Regions from separate parts of the Mus musculus genome. Here region 2 is linked to region 1. A link is a contact called in public Hi-C data. All regions are on one chromosome and are shown on one strand. Each heading gives the region's core, a stretch centred on a gene start, on an enhancer-like site or on the middle of the called end of the contact. The rest is flanking DNA. Distances are from core to core; before and after follow the strand shown. Region 1 has its middle 14 kb from the start of Gm33581. Region 2 holds the start of Kcna6 (potassium voltage-gated channel, shaker-related, subfamily, member 6).

Evidence for each region. Hi-C and Micro-C count contacts between places; a contact is called where the count stands out from the background.
Region 2: a Hi-C map of cerebral cortex shows a contact between it and region 1, with 1.9 times the contacts expected there. The contact joins the promoter of Kcna6 here to the enhancer-like site in region 1. A contact is called at or near these places in 2 of 39 promoter capture datasets (embryonic stem cells and macrophages), 4 of 484 Hi-C or Micro-C datasets (Sertoli cells, cerebral cortex, cortical neurons and 1 more), 1 of 115 datasets of contacts at active chromatin or transcription factors (embryonic stem cells) and 3 of 9 other capture datasets (adipose tissue, liver and pancreatic islet).

The regions. Positions count from the first base shown.
Region 1 is chr6:126,700,734-126,704,315 of GRCm38.p6, forward strand. No RefSeq gene overlaps it. Among named protein-coding and RNA genes, the nearest start is that of Gm33581, 14 kb to the right of the region's middle. Within about 2 kb of position 1,553, at least 46 of the 459 cell types and tissues checked have an H3K27ac peak or open chromatin away from gene starts, as enhancers often do. A contact at or near this core is called in cerebral cortex and cortical neurons, where this site is marked.
Region 2 is chr6:126,738,936-126,742,517 of GRCm38.p6, forward strand. Kcna6 (potassium voltage-gated channel, shaker-related, subfamily, member 6) reads right to left here and starts at 1,739. Exons shown (of 2, transcript NM_013568.6): 1 at 1-1,739. The coding sequence starts at 989. All of the region lies in intron 2 of Gm33581 (a long non-coding RNA gene), which reads left to right.

The DNA of each region.
Region 1 (3,582 bases), core at 303-2,802:
ACATGTGCACATAGACAGGCACTCATATACATATACACACATATGTACCACACATTCATATTTAATATACCACACATTCATATGCATATACTCGTGTATGCTCATATTCCCATATTCTAACACACATACACATATGCCTCTCTTTTCAAACCATTTAAAGGGGTTTCTCCCATGGACAGCCTTCATGGTGGTCTGGAGAAACACTTGACTGAGACCACAGTAGAAAGACTCTGGTCACTGGTGAGCTATCAGATACTCTTATCGAATGCTTTGCACATGTTGGTCACCAGGGCATGAGCATGCTGAAAAGCTCACTAAACAGTACTAGGGGCGCTGTGTTAGAAAAACCACTGGAGATTCTGGGAAATGTGCACCAAGTCCCCAAACTAAATTCTTACTACCCATCCCCGTTCCTACAGCTTGTCATAGAGGTGCACAGGTGCAGCCGATGTACGTGGTGGAAATTGGCCTCTCGCGTGTCCCAGTGTTGCCTGGCCTCGTTCTGCTCTCCCCTCTGAAGTTACAGGATGGCCTTCTGAGGAAGAGCTGGGAGAGGGGGCATCTCAGCGGCTTACACTCGAGCTGCTCTGAAATGCCCTGAGGGATATGACGCTCTTTATAATGCTCACACATGCTCAGACGGAAAGCGCTGAACGAACGAGTGATGTCGGCACTGAAGGAAGAGGGCTGAGCCCGCTCACGCTCACGCTCATGTTCCGAGGGGGTAGCCGAGTGCGCGATGCTCATGTAGAGAACTGAGGGCTGAACGCTGCGTACTCAACGTGGACTAGAGAAGAGAGAGAGAGATAGATACGCTGTGCTTGTGGGGGGGAGGGGCTTCATACCTGATGCTCCTGTGGCGAGGAAAGAGTTGAATACCTGACATCACCTCATGTGGAGAAGACAGGGCTGAGACACGTCAGTTCCTGGTCACACCATCTGGATCTGCCCCTTTGGCCCTGGTGCTGTGCAAGGTGTGGGCATCCTCTGAAGAGATGCGCTCAGGGGCACGCAATGTGGACAGGGGCGCACAATGTGGACCATGAGCTTTTGCAAACTCAAGGCAGGCAAACCACTGTCTGGATCATTTTGTCTTCTTAACTCGAGGTCTGACTTAGTCTTTTTTACTACAGAATCCCTGGTTCCTCTCATCATAAGGACATGTACCCAGACCTCAAATTAACCCGTCCTGCTGCAGATTTATGTTCCCACACACCTGGGCAGGAAATGTCCTGAGCCAGCCAGTCCAGCTCCGCTGACATCTCTCACAAGCTTCACTCCCCCGACCCCGACACACACACACCCATATACCACTTTCTCCCCCACCCCCTACCCCGCCAAAAACAGCACAGCATCTTTAATTCTTCTCATAACAGCAGACAAGCACCTATTGCATAACAGAATTGATGTAAGGCACTTTGAGGAACGGAAAGGGAAACCAAGTGACTTGGGAAATAAACAGCCCCTCCCCTCCTCGCCAGGCCCGAGGTTCCTGATGGCATCTGTGCACATCCAGATTGCAGTGCTGTGCTGCAGCCCTGGAACAGTGAGCCTTGTTGCCGGTGTTCTCAAAGGCTTTGCTCAGCGGGCCGCAGTACTTTTCCTCTTCTCCGCAGCTCTGGCCGGGAAAACAATAACCTTGTCTCCCTCTAGTGGCCAAAACTCGCAAGCGCTCACCTGGGAGCCTTCTCTCAATCCTGGTAATTAACCAATGGTTCAGGCTCCGTTGCCTTGGAGACTAACTACTCGCTCATCTGTGGGGCTGACTGGTGCCTACAAGCTTAAAAGCCCATACACAGGTTTTGATTTTAGAAGTCCCTGAAACGCATGTACGTGACATATGGTCGTCATTGTGTTCCAAGTTTCATAGCACAGATTATCAGTCTCCTGACCTAAAGAATGACCTTTTCCTGGGAAAGATATGCTCATTCTTGGACCCAGCTGAGGTTACTTGATAGAGTGCTTACCTAGCATTCACAAATCCCTGAATTCTATCCCAAGTACCACCTAAACCTGGAGTAGTGGTGCGGGTCTGTAGCCCCAGTGGATTCAAAATAAACAAAAACAAAACAAACAAAACAAAACAAAATCTCTTCCCAGGAATCTACTGTGTCTGTCTTAACATCCGGCTTTGTAGCCCAGACGGTCCTTTAACTTACGGTTCTCCTGCCTCAGCCTCCTGTGTGCTGGGATTACAGGCACATACCTCCATGCTCAGGTAGGAATTTGCATTTTAATGCCTCCTCTAGATGACTGTGACCCACAGTGGGTTTTGTTCCTATTTAATTTTCAGAAACCTTGTGTGAGTACTACAGAGCTGACCAAAACAAATGGGAGGTACTTACCTCAGTCAATCATTACAAGCCATGCATCAATTTGAATAAGACCCCTTTCTCCTGGCTCCCCACCCCCACCCTGCTCCTCCTACTGATATCCAGCTCTTCAGAACCCATCATGGAAACTGGGGATGTAGCTCAGGTGGTAGGCTGCCAGGCCTGCCTGCACAAAACCCCAGCACTGCATAAACTGGGCATGGTAGTGCATGCATGCAACCCCAGCACTCAGAAGACAGAGGTAGAAAGATCAGGAGGAGATCAAGGCCATCCTTGTTTGACATCGTGAGTTTAAGGCTAACATGGGATACATTAGACCCTGTTTCAAACTTTTCAAGGGGAGGCCGTGATGATGCGCACCTTTGATTTCAGCACCCAGGAAGCAGAGACAGGCAGACCTCTGTGAATTTCAGATACCCTGCTCTACCTAGCATGTTTCAGGCCGGCCAGTGCTGCACAGTGAGACTTTGTCTCAAAAACACCCAAACAACAATCATTTATAAACACCTTCGAATGGAGGTGAGGCCACTGGAGAGTACCTGTGAAGCATACCACTTGGAATCTGAGAGGAGTGAAGATCTGAGCCCTAGAATGTCAGGCTCCACCCCAAAGCTCATTAAGGGGCCCCAGCTTGCAAAGAGTAAGTATGTCTGAAGAGGGAGCCAGACAGGGCAGCGGATGAGAGGTTGGTGTTTTGAGAAGATGCCTTTGTACCCGCCATTTTTAATGTGCTCCTCTATAAACTTCAGAAAGCAGGGGGCTGGCAACCAGAGAGCTATGATTCGGGAGATCAAGCACACATCCATTATCAGATGGAACCTGGGCACACCTGATGCAGATCCCTGCTTGACAAAGTGGGGAGCTGAGGCCATGACTCAGAGACTGGCCCTGGAGGGACCTTTCTCTCAGACCCCTTGTAAGACTGGTCCAGTTATCAGGCAGGAGTTCTCAATGATCTGACTTTGCTTCTTAGCCTGTTTAGAGCCCGTAAAACATGACCAACTGAGGTTTGTACTGGTGGATTGTTTTGCCAAGAGACACTTGATTTTTTTTTTTTTTTTTTTTTTGCTTTGTCATCTCTTGGTTCCTGGTTCTCCACAGAGAACAAACTGGAGCCAAGTCCCCTGGCCACCAGGCTTCAGTCTGGAATGTCATACTGATTCCTGATGTTCCCTTGGCCCTTCCAGGAGATTAAGAACAACCCACAGGAAAGGGCTCCAGAAACTACCTACCTGCTTCACAGGCAGGG
Region 2 (3,582 bases), core at 489-2,988, 38 kb after region 1:
TGACCACTGCCACCACTCACAGACTGCTGCTCGTGACGTTGCACTAGCTCGGTGCCCAAGGTGATAAAGTAGGGGAAAATGGCCACCAAGTCAATGATGTTCATGATATTGCGAAAGAAGGCCGCCTTGCTGGGACAGGCAGAGAAGCGCACCAGGAGCTCAAACGTGAACCAGACGATACACAGAGTTTCCACCAAGAAGAAGGGGTCTGTGAAGAAAGAACCCCCGAGAGTACTAAGTGAAGATGTTCCTCCAGTCCCCAACCCCCCAGAGGGAATGCTACCAGGAAATGCATAGGAATCTTCATCCTCATCTTCTTCCTCGTGGCTCCTGGAGGCCGGAGACAAGCGGGTCCCACTACCCTCGTTGCTTCCACCGCGCCCATCTGCACGGAATTGAGGCAAGGTCTCCAGGCAAAAGATGACGATGGAGATGAGGATGACCAATACTGAGACGATGGCGATGCCTCGGGCGGGCCCGGAACTCTCCGGGTACTCAAAGAGAAGCCAGACCTGTCGCTGGAAAGGCTGGGAGGGGAGTGGTTTCTCATCCTCGCCACCTTCGGGCAGGCAACCCTCATCCTCCCGGAAGGCCGCCAGGGCTTCCTCTCCCAACTGATAGAAGCGGATCTCTTCCATAAAAATGTCCAGGGGCACATTAACAGGCCTGCGCAGGCGACCTCCAGATTGATAGTAATAAAGGATAGCGTCGAAGCTGGGTCGGTTGCGGTCAAAGAAGTACTCGTTCCTCAAGGGGTCAAAGAAACGGACTCTGCGGCCAGGGTCTCCTAGCAGCGTGTCAGGGAACAGCGACAGGGTGCGCAGCTGCGTCTCGAAGCGCAGCCCGGAGATGTTGATCACCAACCTCTCACTACTACAGCAGCCGCCGCCGCCCTCGGCCTCCTGGAACTCACCCGCATCCTGTTGCTCCCCCTCCGGCCCACGGACCTCCCCCGGCGCCGCCAGCGTCAGGGATTTCTCCGATCTCATGTCACCTCGGCGGTGCGCTCCCCGCCACTAGGACGGCGCCCACGACACGAGCTCCAGAGAGCGGCACCCGCTTCACAGCTTCGGCTGTGCCCTCCTTTAGGGTGGGGCCCGTGCTCTGACCTGGCGGTTAGGTCGGTGAGCCCTGCAGCTGGTCCCTCTGCCAGGCTAGGTCTGGGAAGTGGCTCTGGCTCTCAATAGCCGCGCCTCCGTGCTCAGGATTTCTGAGATGCCTGGAACCCGCAAACTGTCGCGCGCGTGAAACTGGCTGCCCGAAAAGACGCGTGGCTTAGCTCTCGATGGTGCCTAAAACTGGGCTCAGGACCCACAGGTCCGCCCTCCAGACCTGCTGGCTCTCACCAGGTCCTACTGCGCTTCTCCAGCTGCACACGACTCTGGGTTGCCGCTGGTACCTAAGCGCCAGATGCGCCTCCCTCTGGCTCACCAAAGACTCCTGCCCGGGCTCGGCCTCCGCCTCCGCCCTACGTCCACCACCGAACTAGGTCTGGCCAAGGTCGCGATTGCAGCCGCCACCTTCTTCCCCAGGAGCTAGCTGTTCTAGAGGCCTCGGAATCGCCCTGGGCCTTCCCGGGCGCCGAAGCGCGGAGACCCACCTCCCCACCGCTTCAAGCCTTGCCTGCACCCGCAGCAGCCCCAGCAGCAGCAACAGCAGCAGCAGCAGCAGCAGCAGCAGCAACAGCAGCAGCAGGCTCAGCTCTCAGCTCTGCCCTTCCTCCTTAACACACTCTCCAAGTGACGTGGCAGGCCCCGCCTGCTGCCCACCCCACTCTCACATCACACCCCTTACCCAGTCAGGGGCTGCAGCAAGCCTGGATGCTGGGGAGAGATGTGTATACTTGCCTCCCCAGTAATCTTTCCCGCGCTCTCCTGGCATGCCTCTTGCTTTCTCACATTCACACGCACGCCCCCACCCCCACCCCAACCAAGCCGCAGTATCCTAATAACACACCCACTCCATCTCTCCATAGTCATCTCTTCTCGTTTCTGTTCACCGAGCTGACCTGCTCAGTGTATTTCAGCAAAAAGAAATCACATACGCTGGCCCACAACACACCCCTGCCCAATAAGCTATACACAGCACCTGACCCCTCCACAGCTATTTACTTGGGGGGGTCGGGGGGGGACAGGAGAGGGAAAAATCCATGTTTTTTATATCCATGAAGACATGTTTGCCATTTTCAACCTCTCCTGGGGGGGGGGGGAAGATGAAGTATTTTTAAATGTCTTGAGAGCTTTCCATTTAGGCTGTGTCCCAATGTTAATTCCCCATCAGACTCTCACTTTTGCAACCTGGAAAGGCAAGGCTGCAGCTCTCTTTCAAGGCGCAGTGATAGTAAGAGGGGAGGAAAAGCCTGCCCGTGCCCAGTGCTCTCATGGAGTCCTGAAGACGTCCACCATCATCTCCATGAAAAAGCACCAGAAGACTATGATATTGAAGAAACACTATATACAAGGAATAGCAGCCAAGAATCTTTGCTTCACGCCTCCTTTGGAGAAAAAAAGAAGAAAAGAAAAAAGTAAATAAAAAGATTCTGCAATTTATACTTATCTGTGTCAAGAAAAGGGAGGAAAGGAAAAACAAAAAGGAGGTAGTCAAAGTGTCAATAAACAATGTAGCTATGTGTGATGAGCATCTAATAAACACATTTTAGTTGCTTTACCAGAAAGATGGCCTCCCCTTCTAGGCCATAGAGTCTCATTTGGTAGGATTTGAATGGGACAAACTACTCTGCCTCTCTTAGAATGCCAAAAAGATTTTCCATCCATTCTCCCAAAGGCTTCCTCCCTAGATCACGTGGATGAAGTCGCTGGATGGTGCACCTGGTTTCAGACTACCAGGTAGCTTGCTCTTGACTTGCCGTGGCCACAGTTGATTGGCTGGCAACGGCCAGTGTTTCTTCATAAGAAAGAGCGTCCGTAGGATAAGGACAGTAATGGCACATAAGATTCTCTCAAGCCATGAGATGCATGTATGGGTTTTTAGCCATACGATCTAGACAGACTGTTTTTAAACCACAGCAGTTTTCACAGCAGGTGCTCCCAGAGGGATGAGGCAGGGGAGGAAACCAGAGTTCTTGGACCTGTAGGGAGGAAATCGAGTGGAGATGATGCTGACTTCATCACACATGGAAGCTTGGGCTCCCGCCTGTCCCTCCCCAGGTCTCCTAGCCTCAACCTCTGCCTCTCTTATGTTTGACTTGGTTTCCATTCCTTCCCCTCGCATGCACAGTTCAGTGAAGGGTGAGAGAGCAAGTCTGCTGCATTTACCCAGTCGATAGTTTTCCCATTTGCAGGCTATGTAATTAAGCAATTTAGACATCACACAAAAGTTACTCCACTCAAAGGAAAAAATAAAATAAAGCAACAACAAGCACAGTATAGAAGACACACTCTCACCCTGTCCTGTGCTCCACGAGGATTTCCTGGGTTGCAAATTGACTTGCTCCTGATTCTTTGAGGTTTGTTTTTTGAGGTTTATCGTGACTTATTCATTTGCATGTCTGTTGTCTTCATAGCCCCTCTTCCAGAAATGGGATGTTGATGAGGTCCGTATTGAAGCAAAATATGAGAAGAA